Linked DNA regions of Mus musculus: all the other regions are linked to region 4. Evidence: chromatin contacts called from public HiChIP or PLAC-seq and promoter capture Hi-C data. All regions are on one chromosome and are shown on one strand. The core of a region is the stretch at or near the end of the contact, and the rest is flanking DNA. Distances in the headings are between cores, read along the strand shown.

The links. Promoter capture Hi-C pulls out the DNA fragments that hold promoters and counts their contacts. HiChIP or PLAC-seq counts read pairs in DNA pulled down with a chosen protein or histone mark. Capture Hi-C pulls out chosen DNA fragments and counts their contacts.
Region 1: a contact with region 4 is called in a promoter capture Hi-C map of the SN4741 cell line, with 3 times the contacts expected there. The contact joins the enhancer-like site here to the promoter of Irf8 in region 4. A contact is called at or near these places in 4 of 39 promoter capture datasets (the 3T3-L1 cell line, the SN4741 cell line, embryonic stem cells and 1 more), 1 of 115 datasets of contacts at active chromatin or transcription factors (large pre-B cells) and 1 of 9 other capture datasets (embryonic stem cells).
Region 2: a contact with region 4 is called in a promoter capture Hi-C map of embryonic stem cells, with 2.3 times the contacts expected there. The contact joins the promoter of Zdhhc7 here to the promoter of Irf8 in region 4. A contact is called at or near these places in 2 of 39 promoter capture datasets (embryonic stem cells and stem cell-derived epiblast-like cells), 3 of 115 datasets of contacts at active chromatin or transcription factors (bone marrow-derived macrophages, embryonic stem cells and memory CD8 T cells) and 1 of 9 other capture datasets (liver).
Region 3: a contact with region 4 is called in a promoter capture Hi-C map of liver, with 2.8 times the contacts expected there. The contact joins the promoter of Cotl1 here to the promoter of Irf8 in region 4. A contact is called at or near these places in 2 of 115 datasets of contacts at active chromatin or transcription factors (bone marrow-derived macrophages and memory CD8 T cells) and 1 of 9 other capture datasets (liver).
Region 5: an H3K4me3 HiChIP or PLAC-seq map of bone marrow-derived macrophages shows a contact between it and region 4, with 4 times the contacts expected there. The contact joins the promoter of Fbxo31 here to the promoter of Irf8 in region 4. A contact is called at or near these places in 1 of 39 promoter capture datasets (the C10 cell line), 1 of 484 Hi-C or Micro-C datasets (Th1 cells) and 4 of 115 datasets of contacts at active chromatin or transcription factors (the 230-238 cell line, bone marrow-derived macrophages, embryonic limb bud and 1 more).
Region 6: a contact with region 4 is called in an H3K4me3 HiChIP or PLAC-seq map of neural tube, with 4 times the contacts expected there. The contact joins the promoter of Cibar2 here to the promoter of Irf8 in region 4. A contact is called at or near these places in 1 of 39 promoter capture datasets (embryonic stem cells), 1 of 115 datasets of contacts at active chromatin or transcription factors (neural tube) and 1 of 9 other capture datasets (pancreatic islet).

Annotation. Positions count from the first base shown.
Region 1 is chr8:121,438,954-121,442,008 of GRCm38.p6, forward strand. No RefSeq gene overlaps it. Among named protein-coding and RNA genes, the nearest start is that of Gm26747, 22 kb to the left of the region's middle. Within about 2 kb of position 1,763, at least 24 of the 459 cell types and tissues checked have an H3K27ac peak or open chromatin away from gene starts, as enhancers often do.
Region 2 is chr8:120,099,767-120,102,881 of GRCm38.p6, forward strand. It overlaps Zdhhc7 (zinc finger, DHHC domain containing 7), which reads right to left and starts at 1,706. Exons shown (of 8, transcript NM_133967.3): 1 at 1,326-1,706.
Region 3 is chr8:119,839,228-119,842,294 of GRCm38.p6, forward strand. Cotl1 (coactosin-like 1 (Dictyostelium)) reads right to left here and starts at 1,352. Exons shown (of 4, transcript NM_028071.3): 1 at 1,097-1,352; 2 at 915-997. The coding sequence starts at 1,173.
Region 4 is chr8:120,734,931-120,738,099 of GRCm38.p6, forward strand. It overlaps Irf8 (interferon regulatory factor 8), which reads left to right and starts at 1,428. Exons shown (of 9, transcript NM_008320.4): 1 at 1,428-1,479.
Region 5 is chr8:121,577,488-121,580,625 of GRCm38.p6, forward strand. It overlaps Fbxo31 (F-box protein 31), which reads right to left and starts at 1,319. Exons shown (of 9, transcript NM_133765.4): 1 at 971-1,319. The coding sequence starts at 1,268. It overlaps n-TMcat17 (a tRNA gene), which reads right to left and starts at 1,814; the gene lies at 1,742-1,814.
Region 6 is chr8:120,176,167-120,179,578 of GRCm38.p6, forward strand. Cibar2 (CBY1 interacting BAR domain containing 2) reads right to left here and starts at 1,303. Exons shown (of 9, transcript NM_001033980.2): 1 at 1,148-1,303. The coding sequence starts at 1,167.

The sequences.
Region 1 (3,055 bases), core at 513-3,012, 700 kb after region 4:
ACATACAGCACACACTCATAAACATATACACACTTACATGTGCACACACACACACATACATACATACACAGCACATGCATGCACATACATACACACTCATATACAGCACACACTCATAAACATATACACACTTACATGTGCACACACATATACATACACACTCACACATATACACTCACACACATACATACACATTCATGTACATGCACACATATATGCACACAGCACACTCTTACACACATACATACACACTCTTGCACGCACACACTCACACACATATACATTTTTAGTACACTCATGACAGAGGAAATGTTTCCTTGGGCCCTGAGGAAGAGCCTGAGCCGACATGCCACTGTCTGTCACTCAGGCTCCACCATGCCCCAGGGAGGCCAGAGTCTACAGCTTCCAAAAACAAGGCCTTTCCATGCCTGCTGGGGCCCAGCAGGAAGGTTGGGCTGAGTCTCCACACATGTGTTCCCCACAGCTTGCCAAGGGCTGGGCTCGGGTGTGCACAGGAGCCCCACAGGCCAGGTCAGGGTGTGTGTGTGAAGTGGCTCCCTCTGGCTGGCCCATGGATGTCCCCCATAGCCTTTGGGCCTCACCCTGCCCCCTACCAGTACGTGCTCACTCTGCCAGCACTTCTCAGGGTGTGACCTGGAAAACTGCAAAGTCATGAGCCCTGGTGCAAGCCAGAATGGACAAATGCCCCAGCGTGGTCACTGGCAGGTGACCAGGCATGGCGCAGACCATCCTGCATAAAGTGGAGATTAAACCATGCCCTGGTTTGCATCACCATTCCCAGCCACTTGACAGGGCAGTTGCTACATGGCAGTTAAGACTGACTCTATTCCTACCCCTGGGTCTGTCCATCAGCACAGGAGGAACGGGGTGCAGGGAGCTCAGCTCTGCTCTTCCCGGTGTGCACTGATCCCCAAAATAAGGTGCTGTTTAGGTGGAGTGACCACAGCAAAGTCAGCAGCCACCAGAGTGACATGAGGCTGGGAGATGACTTCTGGGTCTGCCCACACATGTTCTAAATCAACACCTTCCAGAAGCCCACTGCCCCTGCAATCTAACCGACTCCCATCATCAAGGCAGCTGGCTGGCTGCTCCCTGAACTCCTTTTGCTGAAGAGGCTGGAAGGACCATATGCCCCCGACTGCCTGGTGGAGAGGAAGGAGAGGGGGCTGGAAACAAACCAGTCTGACCCATGAAAGACTTGCCGAAGGTTCTCCAGTGGAGGGTGGATCTTTCAGGAGAGGAGCCACAGGCTCAGCCTTCTCAGACACACTGTCTTACGACCAGACCCCAGTGATGGCCACTGGCTCAACCTGCAATTTAGGCTCAGACCAGAGATGAGAGTGGCTCCAGCTGAGGGACATACTTCAGGGCAGTCTCAGTAATGAGAGGACAGGAAGTCAACGTGCAACCATGTCACCGTGAGAGCTCTTGTGTTTGGAAATCCCCCTTGGGCATTAAGAGTCTGCAGCTCCTTGGGGAAAACTGAGGCACTGGACCTGGAGGGCGGAGCTCAGTTTCTGAGCCCTGCAGTGGAAGGCCCCATGGAAGCTGGATGAAGCAGACCAAGGGGATCGCACCTCACACAGCCCTTGTGTCTGTGGGCAGCTCAGTCTGGAGCAAAAGGCCCAAGCTGCCTCGCCACATCCCTTGGGAACTGAGGTTCCTAGAAGTTAGTTGCCAGTGTCCCCTGGGTAGCTTTGGGCTCCACCCAGAATTTTGTTCCAGAAGTCTGTGGTAAGCAGGAGCTAACGGTCCGTGTCGTCTTGGTGGTCCCGTGTGGCTGGGTCTTGCTCTGTGTGCTCAACAGCAGGGCAACCAGGCAAACTATTTCTCACAGATTCTATCCTACCCAAGGAACTATTCTGAGAAAGAGCTTCTTTTATCTTCACGAAAGCCCTGTGAAGAGCAACCAGAGGCAGGCCCGTGATGCTGAGAAGCCACAAACACAGCTTTGGTGACTGAAGGCCATACCTATTGTATTCCCCTTCTGGACAGTGTCCAGGACGGGCAAGCCCATGGAGTCTGGGAGATCACATTTGCCTCAGATGGGAAGGAGAGATGGGTGAGAACTCCTTAGTTCAAGCTTCGCTGAAACACTCTAGGGTTGTGAAGGCTTCGCAACTTTGAGTGAAGAGAACCCGGAACCCCACATGTCAAGGGAATATATATATATTCCCTTGTGTGTGTGTGTGCATATATATGTATGTAAGTATATGTGTGTGAGTATATGTGTGTGAGTATGTATGTATATGTCTCAAGGGAATATATATATATATATATATGTGTGTGTGTGTGAATACACATATTTTTTTTTTTTTAGAAAAAGGTAAACACGGGACTGAAACAATGGCTTAGCAGTTAAGAGCACTGGCTGCTCTTCTAGAGGACCTGGATTCAATCCCCAGCAGCCACACGGCAGCTCACAACCGGCTATAACTCCAATTCTAGGAAATTCCACTCCCTCTTCAGGCCTCTCTGGGCACCAGGCATGCGCATGATACACAGACATTCATGCAAGCAAAACATCTATACATATACAATGACAAAATGGGGGGGGGGGGGCAGAGACTGCAACATCACCATTTCCTAGCTGTGTGACTAACCTCTGTACCTTAGGTTGGTTTTCACAGTAAGAAGATGGTCATAGCCCATCGTCTTACTAACCTTGTGTCATTAAGACCCATCAGGCACTGGGGTATGGAATCAGCAAGGAGTCCTCAGTCCCTAGACAACCAGGCTTCTTTCCACGCCAGGCAATGCAGTGGTCAGCTTGAAGCTGGGCTGGGGAGATGGAACCCTTTGAGGGCTCCGGTTACACTTTGACCAGCACAGCTTCCAAACACTCTTCTCCAAGGCAGGACAGAGCCTGGGGCTGTTTAACTCAAGACAGGTTTCCCAGGGTTCCTCTTGGGAACTCGCAAGTCAACCCAACTGCTTGTGATTGCAACAAAGAGAGACGCCACCCCAGCAGCTGTGAGGTGCCCTGACTTCCATTGATGCGCCAACATGATCCTGCATTTCTATGCATGTAGCT
Region 2 (3,115 bases), core at 456-2,955, 630 kb before region 4:
CACCTCTACCTCTTGGATGCTGGGGCTATACCTGCCTTCTCTTCCATTCTTAAAAAGGGCTTGATTTTAAGGCATGATGAGCAGCAAAGCCACAGAGTTCTAATTTGTTTGTTTGTTGTTGTTGTTTTGAGACATGGTTTCTCTGTGTTGCCCTCACTGTCCTGGAACTCACTCTGTAGAACAGGCTGGCCTTGAACTCAGAAATCCTCCTGTCTCTGCCTCCCAAATGCTGGGATTAAAGGTGTGCACCCATTACATCCAGCTTAGAGTTTTATTTTTAAGTATATCAACCGACCAAGCGCCCAGACACTCAAGAGTCAAGTGCTGTTGAACAAATTCTGAGTGAAATTATCTCTTCACTTTTTCCCACTCTCAGCCCAGAAGCCAGTAACTCCTTACCAGTAACTCCACAGAGTACACAACACAGTTTCAACACCCCCAACCTGTCTATTTTGTGCAACGTTCAAAAAATGAAATTAACACTCCCATTAGCCCATTTTGTAAAATACCTCCAAGAACCTTTCTCTTTAACCACTTCTGCAGGGGCAAGTATCACAAGGTATCTTTTTTTGTTGTTGTTTCTAAATGTAGCATGAATTAAGTGAAAGTTATAAACAACTTTGGAAAGATCAGAGTGGTGTGCTGGGCAGATTTACCAAGAAATATAAATGACCTCTCTCCCAAGGCAGTAAAATAAACACAAGTGTACTCCCTCACTAAGGGGACTGATTGCAAAGCAGACTGTAGCTTGGATTTGGACAGCGCCACACACACCAGTGAAAGCCGCTACAGTGCAGACTGCTGCAACTATGACTACTCCAATTTAATTGCCACAATAAACTGGCTGTTCACGAGCTAATAAAATGTGCCTATTTAATAGCTAGAAGGGACTTAGTTCTAGAAATAATGACAGCTCAATAGAGTTGAACCTTATTGCCCTGAAAGCTGACCCGATTATCCCAGATGCCCTTCCGGGTAACTACCCTCCTAACACCATGGCCAGGGGCAGGGGGGAAGAGAAGGGAGACCGGCAAAGAACAGAAGAGTCCCGCTAAAGAGAGACAACAGAGGCCTTGGGAAGACAGACCTGCGACGAAGCATGACCATAAAAAAACTTGACAGCTCGCAGACCGGTGACAGCACTTTATGACAGCCACCCTGACGTTAGCTCTGGAGCGCCCAAGGTCAGGCAAAAGGCTGCAGGTGCAAATGGGGCTCGATCCTGCGGGGTCCGCAGAGGAGACTGGAGAGCCCCCGAGGGGACCGCAGCGCGGAGGCGGCGGGGAGCCGCCCGGGGTCGCGGCCGCCGCTCTCCCCGCACTCACCCGAGGCCCGGGCGGGGTCGCCCAGTGCTGAGGCTCCTGGTGGCCGGCGGCTGCAACGGCGCGGGCGGCGACGCATCATGCGGCAGCGCTCATGGCCGGGCCGGGTGGACCCGGATCCGGCTCGGTTCCGCGCTGCTCGGGCCGGCCGGGCCGGTGGGCGAGAGGCAGCAGCCCCAGCAGAAGCGGGAGCCCGACGCCGAACTGGCACAGCCGAGCCGAACGACCCCGGAACTGGACCAGGCCGAGGTCAAGACGCTGCGCCTGCGTCCTTCCGGTCGCGCCGCCCGGGGCTTCCGGGAGGCGGATCGCGGGGAGGCTCTGGCGATTTCATCCAAGACCGGGCTTCCAAGAACTCGGCGGTTCTTGGAGGAGAGGCAGCAGCATCTACGGCAAGACTACTAAACGGAGATCCCCCGGGAAGGGTGGCCCGGAAGAGAAATCAGTGCCTACGGGGCGCCGCGAGGGCCACGCCGCGTTGCCGTTCGAGAGCACTCGATAAGGCTTCCCGCCGCACCATACATAGATGAAGTTTGTGGCGACTCCGATTCTCTTTTTAAGGATGTCGGTGCCAGGTGGAGGAGGGAGAACTACGGAGATGAAGGATAGAGGCGCGGGGGTGGAAGCAACTGAGCCAGAGGGCGTTTGGGAGCCCGAGGCAGCGCCCTGGACCGGAGATGGGACTCCTGGGTCCAGGCTTGCACACCTCCATGCCCAGGTCGCTGGAGCGTCGCTGCGACCCCTTCCTGATGACCGGCCAGAGTTTTGCGGAGGTAGAAACGAGTGTTTTTATAACCTTCACCCGTCCCCTGCCTCTTGAGTCCCCTGACAGACTTAGCACAATTTGTCCAGGGCAGAGAAGTGTTTGGTAGTTAAACTGGCAAACGCAAGGTGTGCTGTGATACTAAAAAGGGCTATAATGACAGCTCCGGGATCTAGCCCATTGGGGTACGCACGCCATCTTCGCTGGGTTTCCTGTCCCCGCGCCCAGAAACTGCTATTCGAGCCAGATTTTTGGAAATAAGGGTGCATTAGATTAACTGCTCCAAAATTACAGCTTTTAAGTTTAGGCATGGAAGTGCACGCCTAAGTCCCAGCACTCAGGAGGCTGAGGCAGGAGGATTCGGAGTTCGAGACCACTCTAGACTATATAGTAATGCCATCTTGAAAAAAAAAAAAGCATCTTTTGGGTTTGAAAAATTATGGTTACATCTTTTTAATCTTATTTAATTCTTTCTTTAATTCTTATGTCTGTGGGTGTTCTGCCCGCATATATATATCTGTGTACCACGTGCATGCTCGAGGAGGGCATTTAGATACCCTGGAACTGGCGTAAGCAGTTTTGAGTTGGCTTATGGGTGCTAAGAAACCAAACCTAGGTTTTCTGGAAGGACCACCTCTAAGCAGACTCGCAGGCTCTGTAGCCCCTTTTGTGGTTACGTCTTGTGCATCCATATACTCACTATGGTACCAACCTTTCAGGTGCCTCTTGTTTGGCCTGCCCTAGGTAGCTATTTCCTCAGGATGGAAAGCGGGGCTCAGGACACCCATAAGACCCGGGAGGTCTTGTGGATCATGTAAGGAGTACACTGTTGCTGGTTAGAGGAGACTTTCTGGAGCCTTGCAGGCTGTGTCATGAGCATGTTTTCCCATGCTAGGGTGGACTTCTCAGTGTTGGCAATGCCTCAGTTACCCATACACCTCTAAATAGCCATGCACTTGTAGGTAACCCCGATGAGCTTAGCAGTTCACTGAGGCGGACCTGAATGGAATTGAGGCAGAATAGAAAGACA
Region 3 (3,067 bases), core at 102-2,601, 900 kb before region 4:
ATGCTGAGCTGCTCTGCACACCAGCTCCTTTAGAGATCTCTTTACCAATGGTGTTGAGCTGTTCTACGGGAGCTGTGGCCATTCAGGCCCTGTGTTCTTTCATGGTCCACATGTCCCAGGGAAGCTTAACACACACAAACCTTAGGGTTCCCTGGGATGCTTTTAGTAAGGTCACACATCTGCTTGATTCCTCCACACCAAACCATGGAGCAATCTCAGCTCTCCATGCCCCACCCCAGCCAGTGGCCATTCGCTCCAAAGGAAACTGGCCGCTGGGACCTCGCAAGTCAGCTTCTCTTTATCCAGGCCTGGTATAGCAACATCGGATACACATTCTTGGTGCGTGTTTCTGTACTCTTCAAATTAAAGGCTTGTACAGAAGCAGATAGGGACAAAGATGGAAGGGAGAAAGGAGGGTGGGGCCCTGGGTTCTGCCTTTAGCTTGCAGCCCCCAGGGGCTTCGGCGTTTATTGTTCACTGACCAATCAGAGAGGGTGGAGTTTGAACTGCCCCTTCTGACCTGGAAACCCAGTGGACCACAGGGTGCGGGAGCGGAAGAAGCCGACTGACACTACCGGGGGAGGAATCTCCTCGGGTCACTTGATGGTGATGTCCACAGGGGTTGGGGGCAGGGTGGGGGAGGGATACACTCGGGACTTTGGAAAGCTCAGATCAGAGCTTTGCATGGCTGTGCACACCCACCCTACCAGTACTAGACGCTTGGGGCAAGAGGATGGCCAGTTGGAGGTCACCCTGGATATATAGTGAGCCCCTATCTCCAAAAACACAAAGACAAAACCAAAACAAACAAACAAACAAAGCCCCAGCCCAGATCTGCTGCTGCTTGGACGCCCAGCAGCTCGCTGCCCAGGGTGCCCACCCTCTTTCAAAAGGTCTCATGAGGGTCGCCCTACCTGTGCACTGCTGGATGAAGTGCTGGTAATCTGCTCCCTGATCGCCGGGGACAATGGTGGCGCCGTCGTATCTGAAAGTCACCCTTTGGGTTGGAGGAAGAAAAGAAACATAGGTGAGCGGCGGCGGCGAGCGGCACGAAGCAGGTCACTACTGGCTTCCCCGGCCCCGCGGCGTTGCTCACCAGATGACCGCCGAGCCGTCGTCCCGCACTAAGTTGTACGCCGCGCGACACGCCTCCTTGTCGATCTTCGTGGCCATGGCCGCCGCGAGGACACTGCCGGAACCAGTGAACGCGTCCCTGATCCGCTACGAGAGTCGAGCGGGCTCCGAGAGTGGGCAGGGGAGGTGGCCGCTCGCAACAGCAAGCTAAGGTCCTCGGAGAGAGGCCCGCGGTTACTGCAGAGCCAGAGCGCGCGCGGGGACTCCACTCCCGTGAAAGCCACGCCCCTTCGCTCCCATTGGTCAGGCGAGGCGGGGGCGGGGCGTCTCGCACATCCGGCGGCCAATCCCAGTCTGTGCGGATTGCGCAACTCCGCGGAGGGCTGGAGGGGGGCCCTTCCTCCTCGTCTTCCCTTCCTCCGCCTTCTTCCCTCCCCACTCCGTGGGCCCCAGCCCCTCGCTTCTTCCACCACCTTCTGTGTTCTCCGATCTCGCTCTCCTTCCTCCTTCCCTCTCTCCTTCCCTCCATTCCTCTCCTTCCCTTACGCCGTTGTTCTCCTCTTCTTTCAGCCTCTACCTTGTTCGCCTTCTCATCTCTCCTATTTATCCCACCCCAAGCCCCTTTTCCCTCCTCCCTAAGGCCTCCTTCCTCCTTCTCCTCTGCATCTTCCCTCGAATCTTCTTATTCTCTCTTCCTCCCTCGTTCCCTCTACCAGTGAGCTGGGCTGCAGAGCTCTCCACCCCTCCCCCTCCTTCAGAAGAATAACTTAAGTCAGCACTCAGATGAGCCAGGCTGGCCAAGGCTGGCGCCCCTAACCCAGTGTTTGTTTGCTCTTTGGATTTGGAAAGGGAAGAAGTGGAAAGAAGGAAGCATTTCATTTGGAAAGAGAATCACTGTTGACTTTGTAGCCTGGCTATCTGCAGTCACGTGGGGTGCTGGGGCGGGATGGGGCGGCATCCTTAACCCCCTTACTGGGTCATTCATTCACTACTCCTCTACCATCTGTCCTACCGGCAGGTGAAAGGCTGGCCCTGGAGGCCCAGCTCTAGAACTGCTTGTAATTCTCAGCCCCGAGCCATAGGGCAAGCTCTGAAACCTTATCAAGAGGACTGCTCTCTCCCCGTGGTAAGACGAGCCTCAGGGAGCCTCAGCAGGTGCCTTCAGCCTTAACTGAAATGATGTACAGAAACCAGGGCGGGCATCAAAAGAGGTCACTGTTGGTTTGCTATTGACTAAAACGGATCATAGACAGAAACTGAAAAGATCTGGAACATGTATAAGGGATAGGAAAACCCTTAGGCCTGAAGGTGTGGCCCAAAGAGCCAGCATCTGTGAGGTCCCAGGTTCTCTCTCTCAGTACCTCACCTTAAAAAAAAAAAAGAAAAAGTCTTGACACAGTACCTCACCAGGCAGCTCAGAACTCAAGAGGTTAAAAAAGAAGGGTTATACATTGACAACCAGGCTGGGCTGCATACTGGTTTCCAGGCCTGCCTGGGCTACAAAATAAGACCCTGTCTCAGATTAGGAGAGATGGTTTATCCTCTGCTAGAGGACTTTAGATTCTTTCTCAGTACCCATGTCTGTAATTACAGCTCCAGGGGAATCTGATGTCCTCCTCTAACCTCTGTAGGCATCTGCACACGCACACACACACACACACACACACACACACACACATGCATACACACACACTACAATCTTTAATACACACATATAACCACACTCTTTTATACATGCACACATACACACACATGTGTACACATACACATGCATACACACACACCCCACATACATATATTCGAATAAATAAGAAGCATAGTGATAGACACCCATTATCCTAGTACTTGGGAGCTGTCTGCAAGAGAATCAAGAAATTCAGGGTCATCCTGAGATGCATAGATAACTGAAGCCAGCCTGTGCTACATGAAATTATCTCAATACAAACTACACACACACACACACACACAATTGGGGCAAAGCTGCCAAGAAAAA
Region 4 (3,169 bases), core at 178-2,677:
CTCTCTACCTTTAGCTAAGAGGCAGGCACACTGGGTGGACATTTGGGATCTGTTCTGTGCCTTTGATATTTGTAAGTAGGAAAATCTGCATACGCTTATAAGGTGCCTATTTGGGAAATGAAAGGGGTATAAATGCACACAGGAGTCTGTTGTAGTAATCTGAGCGTGTCTGACTTCTGGACTCTGCCCTTCACAGCAAACACTTATTAAAACACTCCCATATTACTATTAAAGAATTTGAGCTGGACTATGGTGGCACACACCTTTAATCCCAGCCCTTGGGAGGCAGAGGCTAGCAGATCTCTGTGAATTTGAGGCCAGCCTGGTCTAGTTCGGGGACAGCCAGGGCTACAGGGAAACCCTGTCTTGGAAAACAAACAATAAACCCAATAATAATAGTAATAAAACAAATGAGCTTTGAAAAGTAGTTTTCATTTGAAATTCCTTGGCTCCAGGGAACTCCACTTGGCTTTTGACTGTTGGATGGTATTTATCATTGAACTAATACCCGGTAATGTCTTAAGTGCCTTTCAGGTATACCACAATGCTCATCAGGATAAACTAGAGTTAGAAGGTTCTGTTTGGAAAATCCTTATTTGAATTCGTATTTATTTGAAACCTAGCCGTATACTTCTTGTATTTGTGGACCAATCAAAAATTCTTGTCGCGGCTCCAACGTTTTCCTAAGTATTTTAAAAGCCAGACGGGTGAGAGTCCTGTAAGCGTGGCCGCAGGTGTGTAATTGGGCAGCCTGCAACGAAAGTCCCTCTCGACCCTCACCTAAGGCTCCCCGCTCCCACATCCTACTCAGGTTGGGAACAGGCTCGACCGGGCTCCTGACATCACTGGGGGACACAAGGGAACCGATAATGCGTAGCCTTCCTGGGGGCATCCCAGCCTCAGCGCTCGCGACTCCCCTGGTTTCCCAGATTTCCTGCGCAATTTCAGGCGGTCATCCTCCATCCAGGAGGGCGCGCTGCAAGTGGCTGTCACCCAGCACGCAGCTCTGGGACTGGTCTTTGCTCTGAAACTCCAGCCTGAGCAGCTGACACTCAGGGTGCCCCTGGACACGTGCCCGGGACAGAGGCTCTCCAAACCTGAACGACACCCCGAGGATGATCCGTGCATCACCAGCCTCCTTGACCTTAGGCAGACGCCCCAGCCCCCCGGCCATTTTTGGGGCAGCCCCCTCCCCCGCCGCCCCCGGAGTAAAGAGAGAAAAGGACTCCACGGGGTCGGGGACGTGCAAAAGTGATTTCTCGGAAAGAGAGCGCTTCAGAGAAGGCGGATTTGGCAGGCTGCGCTGATTGGGCCGCGCCAGCGCCCCTCCCGCTCCTCAATTAGCTCGCGCGACCGTCGCTCTGCGCGCGGGACCCGCCTTCTCCCCCGCCCCATCTATAAAAGCAGGCGCGCGCGTACGGGCCTCCAGGAGCCCGCGGGCGGTCCCGGAGGCGCGGGCAGCGTGGGAACCGGCGGCAGGTAGGACGCGATGGGGTGGGCGCGGGGGCCGGGGCTGTGGCTCTCCCACCTTCGCCCAAACGGAGTGCACAGCACGTTAGCAGGTGCTTGCTCTGGCTGCTCTCCAAAAACAACAACAACAACCAACAACAACAACAACAACAAAACCCAACCAAATGAACAAACACCTCTCCCTTTAAAATCTGCCTGATGGCCAACTTCATAATGAAGAGAAATAGATCTGCCAATCACCGCGCGGCAGCCCGGCTTCCATGCATGAACTATCCAAAGCTCGCGACTGGGCTCGCCCAGGGACCGACTGGCTTTGATTCTGACTAGTGGCAATCTGATTGCCCAGTGGCGCTGGACTTCTCTGATTGTCCAGTGGCCCAGCTGGCCCCGGAAGGAAAGTCTTCCGTGTGGGTCCCACACAGCTCTCAAGACCAGATTTGCTGTGAGCTTGGCCCCAGGCTATAGGGGCAGACTTTTCCCCTGGTGAGAAAGATTACTTACCCACAGCCGGGAAGGGCGTTCAGGGGGTAGAAACTAATAGAAACCATTCACTAGAATCTTAAAATGGTAGATCACTGTTTTGTTTGTTTTTGTTTTGTTTCTGATACAGGGTATCACTCTGTAGCCCAGGCTCATTCCAATGAGCTCCCGGTTATCCGCCTACCTCTTCTGAGTGTTAGGATTTCAGGCGGAGCTTGGGGGGTGCCCAGGTGCTCAATGGCCCTGTTTTTTTCTTTTAAAGTCAAACGATAAGAGCAGTTTCGTGACAGTTCTAGGTTTGTCCCTTTAAGTTATGGCAGGCTCCTTCATGAAGAACTGGGACCGATTCAGTGTCCCTGAGGAAGCTTGGGGCCAGAAAGAGATGGGTCTGTGATGGATTTCCGTTCAGTGGTGGTCAGACTGTGGCCCAGGGCTGAATGAAAGGGATTACGGTGTGGTGTGAGCCCCGCCAAACATGGCTGGTGCAGATGTTGACAGCTGTGTTAGGCGAGCCTCTGTCCCCTGCCTTGTGAGAAGCCTGACCTAAGACACGTTGCTCTAGATGTAAGTTAGCTGTAGGCAGGATTGGGCCCACAGGGAATGCTGCCTCAAAATCAAGAAGAGGAAGCTAGAATCATGTGAGCGTGTTTATAAACCATTAATTGTCCATAGTTGTAAGAGAGTCAGGCTATGCCTGTCTAGGACCTCAGATTGGCCTCCAAGGCAATAGAGGAGATTGTCCAGGTGCTGAGAGCCGGACCCTGTCAGGTGTTCTTTCATCTGCAGAATGAATGAAAGAAAGCATCCCTTCTGTGTGTACTGTCACTGGCAGGGTGCTGGCAGTTTGTGCTGTGCCTGCCCAGGGGATGGTGGTCCCTCCCAGTCTCTCCCCCTTCCGAGTGTAGAAGAGGCTGGGTTAGAGAATTTTAACCTCCTAGCTTCCATGGTCTGCCATTCACCTTTCCTTTTAAACACCCCTTTTCTCTGTCACCCACCAAGACATCTGTCTTTCACAGTTCTGGGGTGTTGGGTACCCCAGGATCCCTGACAAGAAAGTGCCATTCCTGTTCTGGAAAAAACTCCAGCCATGCCAGGGAAGTCCCTTCAGATTTCAGGAGGCTCAGGGACCATGGGGGTATGGGTCACAAATCTATCTCCAGGAGCTGAGTTGAGGCTTTCAATGGACACATCCTCAGATACTCTGGACCCCTGACCCCAG
Region 5 (3,138 bases), core at 69-2,568, 840 kb after region 4:
TCTCTCTCTCTCTCTCTCTCTCTCTCACACACACACACAATAACAATAAACAGAGTAACAGAGTAATTTGTAAAAAAGAAAGAACAGTGCTCAGACAGAAGCTGAAAACAAACATCACCCATCCTGTGCGACTAAAGGTTACTACTGAGGATCTTATACAAGAAAACAAGACAAAAGACAAACAGGACGTTACATTGGGCCAACAGACATACCAGTCATGTTCAGGACTGAAGGCTTTGCATACTTATTATAAAAGCCCCTACCCAAGTCACAATCCCACTCAGACGTGGGGTAAGATTACCCCAACTTCCCACAGTGCGAAGGTAAGGGGAGACAAGCCAGAACCCTGATGTCAACCGTGAAATTACACAAGAACCCTGCAGCAGGGAGGACCTGGGGAAACCGCTTCCTCACACAGCCTGCCATCCCACAATCCCACTTGGAGAAGTGCAGGCTCACGAAGATGAACCACCCCAGAGGTTTTCACAAGATAGATGTAAATCCCCTGCATTTCTACAAAATGCACAAAGCAGTCTCCGGCGTGCTGTGGCCAGAAGACAGAAAAGGCTGAAGCCCACACACAGTCAGAGCACTAGCCTGTGTGACATGCAGGCAGTGGAATCCCTGATGTTCCCTTCACGGAACAGCAAGCCTCCAGGACACACACACACACACACACACACACACCAACAAGCCATTCAGGCTGAGTACCGTGATGTATGTACACGGACGTAAGGCCTTCAAATGGGACTGTGGCCGCTTTGCGTCCTCATTATTCCTGCACCGGGAGGGTGGGCTGTAGGTTTGGTTTAGGGGGACGGGGTCTGACATTTTTAAAAACAGGATCTCACTCTGCAGCCCTGGCCTGCTAGCTGTCTGGTTTTCTCACTCTGCAGCAGGCCTGGTTTGGAACTCCACACCATGCTCCTGCCTCGGCCAAGTGTCCGTACTAGGGGATGCACCCGCTCACCCTCGCGGCAGCGCCGTCTCCAGATGGTGTCCGTGTGCAAGATTCGGCGGAACCTGCTGCAGACCTGAGCCAGGCTGGGCAGGTCGGTGCCGGGCAGCGACGCGAAGATCTCCACGAGCAGCTCAGGCGGGAGCTCCAGCAGAGAGCAACGCGCCGGCCCCGCCTCGATGCGCTCCTCCTCGGGGTCCGTGTCCGCCTCACTGTCCGCCGCCGCAGTCTCGGCCGGGCCGCGGCGCTGCTGGCGGCGGCGGCACCCACGCGCGGGGCCCACGCCGCAGAGCCGAGCACACACCGCCATGCCCGTCACCACCGCGGAGGCGCGCACGCGGACGCGCACGCACAGCGCTCTGCGCAGGCGGCCAGGCAGCCGTAGTCCCGCTTGCAGGCTCCTCAAGCTCCACCCCAAGCGTGACCACGCCCTCCGACCCCAACCCCTCACACGCCCCCATGAAGACTCGCCCCGCCCCTAGACGCTCCCACCCTTCCAAGCCCCACCCAGACGCTTCGCCCCGCCCCTTGAGCAGTAGGCCCCGCCCTACGTGTTAGGTCCACGCCCTTGTATGGAGCCACACCCTATTTCCAGGCTCCGCCCCCAAAACGTTTGGCTAGAAACTTAGGACGCCCAGCTGCTCACTAAAAGAGGGTCGCCGGGTTCAGCTCCGGAAAGCCCCGCTCCTAGCATGACCACACCCCTCCCACAAGTCCCACCTCTGACCCCGTTTACAGGGTAGAACGAAGGGGTTTTACCTTAAGCAAGAAAACAATGCAGGATGCCCCGTGTGAGGATCGAACTCACGACCTTCAGATTATGAGACTGACGCGCTACCTACTGCGCTAACGAGGCTCCTTAGCAGCAAGCTCGCTGCCAGGGCCTTTGCACAGGTGGTGGCCTCGCCATGAACAAAATCTGGCAAGGGAAACCATAAACCAAAGCTACCGTCGCCTAGCAACACTACATCTAAACTAACTTGCCAAGATTACCTTGGTTGCAAAAGGAAAGGTCTGGTGCTCAGTGAGGTGGGAGTTCCTGGTGTCCCCAAACCTGCTCTCCAGCTCACATTGCCCCGCGCAGCACAAGGCGTCTAGAAACTTCCCTCTCAGGAAAAGAGTAGTCTGGGGTATCCTCCGCAGCTCTGCCCTTAATGACCCTATATAACAATATCGCCTATTTTTTATTATTAAAATTAACCGTTTGCGTGGCGGTCTCTCATCCCAACTTGGGGCTAGGGGATCAAGGCAGGAGGATCAGAATTACAAGGTCACTCTTGGCTACTTAGTGACTTTACGGCCAGCCTGGGCTACGTGAGACCCTGTGCCTCCTAGCAGTCCGCTCAGTAAATTATCCCAACAAGCAAACAGATATTACCTAATGCATTCGTTGATTGATTAACAATAGCATTAAGCAAAGGCTCCACTTGGTGGCCTGTAATCCTAGACCTTAGGGAGATGAGTCAGGAGGGTGGGGACTTTTCAGGACAACCTGAGCTATGCGGCAAGATTTCATGTAAAAAACAAAACAAAACAAAACAAAAAAGACTTAAATTACCTGATAATATTAACATCGTGTAAAAGTGTAGCTGAGCACACGCTGCCTCTTGTCCCCGTGTGTTAATGCCCACGGGGGAGGGTAAGCTCTTTGTGGGCATGTGGCTGAGACCCTAGACTGTCTGCTCCAAGATGAACCCTTCTGGTCTATCATTCATGGGCTGTCAATCAGCCTTCACTGAACAACTGTGAGAGGGGTGTGTGTGTGTGTGTGTGTGTGTGTGTGTGTGTAGATGCTGTAAACAAAATGCTGGCGAGTTCCGCATTGCTCATTCACTGTAAGCTATTCCCTGACCTCCTGGCCTCTCTGACTGCCCAGGTCACATTTCTCACATTCTAGCCCTGGCTTCTGTCTCACCTCCATTTGGTCCATCACCTCACTGGATTGGGGACGGGAGGGAGCGGGAGTGTGCCCTGAAGAACACAGTTCCCAATCTGTGGGGACCTCACACCCTTCTCCCCAGCTTCAAAACCACTCCTTCTAAGAAGCGTCCCATGTTGTCCCTCCGGGGACTATGCCAGAGCAAAGGTTATGGCTTATTATAAACACCAGTTGGATGTGGCAAGCAGCAGGTTGGGGGAGGGGGGTTTACTCTCCAAGCGAGCCTGTAAAATAAAAACAA
Region 6 (3,412 bases), core at 53-2,552, 560 kb before region 4:
ACACATACATAATTAATTTATACTCATAATTAAATTTATACTTAATTTATACTCCCTTCCCAGTGTCTTGCATCTTGCAGTCCATTTGGTACCAAGGATGCTCTGATAGGGAGTTGTGGACAGCTGTGATGGCTGTCACTGGATGCTACACGATGCCATCCGACCCCATCAAGCTCCCTGCGGAGTACTTGGGCTCTCTATCACCCTTACTCCTCTGCCTGGTCCCTTCTCCCTCCCACCAGCCCTGGGCTCCTCCACAGAGCTCTTTGCAGACCACTGACCACCGCATGCCACACGCTTGCCTTCTCTGACACACCTCCAGGGCTCATGCCGCCTCCCACACCCCGCATCCTGCCCACAGCCAGCGTTAGTGACAACCTGTGTGCTCAGTCTTCATAAGGGTACAGGAGGCTCCTGAGGCGTCCTGTCACAGTCCCCTCCCCTCAGCCCCAGGTCTTTCCTGTCCCTTGCTGCCCTCCCTTCTCTAGAACCCAAGCCCCTCTTGTGGCCTCTAGTGGTGGCCACTTGGCAGACCCCATAAGGAGCACTGTCTCACGCCTGCTAATGAGCTTCAACTTTGTAGTTTGCAAATGCTCCGCTCACACTTCCCTAGAAGAGGTTGCTATTGACATTTTTTTTTTAATCAAGTAAACAAAAGCCCAGAGATGCAAAGCATCCCGCCCAAGGGCATACAGCAGGCCAGACTCCAGGATGGCTGTCACTCATACACAGTTAGACAGGCAAGCAGGCCCCGTGGGTAAGGCTGGAAGCCAGCTTTTAAAGAGCATTCTGGGTGCATCCAGGACACTGGAAGTCTGAGTCCTAGGGAGACTCAAAGGCAATCAGGGAGGGCAGGTGACAGGGAGTCTGGGGCCATTAGAGGGAGCAGTGTCAAGGTCTGGGGCCTGGGTTTTTGGAGGGGTTCCTAGGGGGCAAGCAAAAGCAGGGAACAGACCAGAGAGTGGCTACACTTGCTCTTCACGCAGCACAGGTGAGGCCGACAGATCGCATTCTGGTAACCTCTATGCTTCAAGCCCTCCCTCCACTTTGAGAAGGGATGGCAGGGGGCTCACCTGCCCTCCTCCCCGATGTGGCAGAACGTGAGGATCCCACCTGCATACCCCTCCCAGCAGCGCAGGCTGCTCACCTGGAGAGGACGACGTTCATTGTGGACAGAGAGAGGCACCTGCTGCCAGGATCTTGGGGAGGATAAGGACAGGGCCCCAGGGGTCCCCTAGTCAGAGAGAAGGCAGCTAGTACTGGGCCCAGCTGTGTGGTCTGGCTAAGCTCAAGGGACTCTGCTGCCTGGTTGCCAGGCAACGGGCCATCCCCAGGCAAGCCCTGGGAGGAGCCCAGCTGGTTGCTGGGCAACCAGGGCCTCCCCTGCGGGGTGAGGAGGGCCAGCTTTGCCTTGGGGCTTAACCACTCTCTGAAATGAATTGGAAGTGGGACACAGAACCTCCACATGCCTTTGAATATGGTGTTCTTGGGGGTTCAAAGTGCTTGTAACCACCAGGAACGGACAGGGAGATCCCCGAAGGGAGCTTGCCTGGGACTTCACCCTGGACCCTGCTGTGTAGAGTCTCCTCCACCCTCAAGGCAGAAGGCCCGGTGGGCGGGGCGTGGGAGCCAGTGTCACTGAGGGTGGGGGGAGTAGACGGTAAAGGGAAGCGGAGAAGGTGAACCAAAGGAGTGCGGGGGGGGGGGGTGCGGGGGGACAGGCAGCAGCTCAGAGGAGTGCCTAGCGAATCAGGCAGTCCTGGGCTTCCCAGAGTATGCGACTCCCACTGTTAGACTTGGGGAAGGTGACTCCAGCGTCAGAGCACTAACACGTTGAGAGGTCTGCGGGTCACAGCCCCCGCCCCGCCCCGCCCGCCCCGCCCCGCCCCACTCGCCCCGCCCCACTCCCCTTTTCACTTAAGGTGCAAAGCAGGCCTGGTGGTGGAGGCAGAGAACCCAAGGCAAGATATTGATAGTTCCACGGGACGCCTGTCACACTGGGTCGTTTTTTTGTGTGCGTCCCAGCTCCATCATGCTGGGATTTGTTTTAAACACTTAGTAAGGCAGAAACATTACGGTCAGCTGCTTCAGATTCAAACCCCACGCCTCAGCTCTGCTGTGTGGCCTGAAAGCAAAGCCCTGGTCTCTCTAGTCTCCTAGACAATCGCCCAATAGGAACTGGAGCCCCTGCGGCAGGGATGAGGAGATAGGTGGGCTGGGCACTGGGAGCCGGGTCCCCTGTCCAGCGAGCCCTCAGAGCACACCTGAGTGCTGGGTCTCTGTGGCACATGTGTTATGCTCCCCTTTTGGGGGGCAGGGACAGGTTTCCCCAGACAACACAAATCTCTGTGTGTCCTTTACGGTACTGTGCCCTCTGTTTAGGGGCAGCCATGGCCCTGAACTCCTACCGGGGCTGTGCCAGTCCTGTGATTTTTCTCTCTGAATGATGCTCTGTGTCTCCTGGTCCGTAATCCCTCCCTTCTGAGGTGTTAGCTGAATTGAAAAGTGTCTCCCCAAAGTACATGTCCACCCTGGGTCTCAGAGCATCGCCTTACTGGAAACGGGGTCTCAGCAGACAGGCTGAGCAGATGAGTCACTCCGGCATGGGAGATGGGGCTCATTCAGAGGCTGCTGTTCCAATCTGCAGAGAATCCGCCTCCTGTACCCATTGACGGACTGTGGCTTTTCTGTCTGTGGGTGAGGGATGCCAATGCCCCAAGAATATGGCCAGCTTCTGGAATGCAGAGGTGACTGAATCCCACCTCTGATAGCCAGTGGTGGACGACTACATCCCTGCCTCAGTCTGTCTGGGGTCTTCTCTATCTTAAGGAATCGGTTTCCTCCAGACCCCAGCTATTCCAGTTAATCAGCTTCGTCCCTGTCTGCCCTGTACTATAGCCTGTGACCACCAGAGGGCGACAGAGACCACACTCCAGTCCTCCTGCTTAGGGTGGCGGGATTGCAGAGGGGACACAGGAGACTGGAGACACAGGTATGGCATAGGTGTGGAGGACAGACTGTGCGAGGTCTCGTCATTGGCTCTCTTGGAATCCTTGGAAACCTTATGAATTTGAAAAAATGAAAACTGTCTCGGGCTATGCAGAACTAAGACATGGGGGTCAGAGTGGAGGTTGGCCGACTGGAGAGTCACCAACCCGCATTGTCCAGGGTGGCCACTGGAGGGCGCATATTCTCTGTCCTTGTCTGGTTCTCTGTAGTCCCTTTCCTGTCTTTCTCTGTGTCTCCGTGTTTCTCCTTGTTTCTCTGTCTTTATCTGTGTCTGTCTCTGCCTCTCTCTGTCTCCCTCTGTCTCTCTCTCTGTCACTGTCTGTCTGTCTGTCTGTCTGTCTGTCTGTCTGTCTGTCACTCTCTCTCCCTTCTCACAATAGATGCACATCTTGCTGAGCCATGT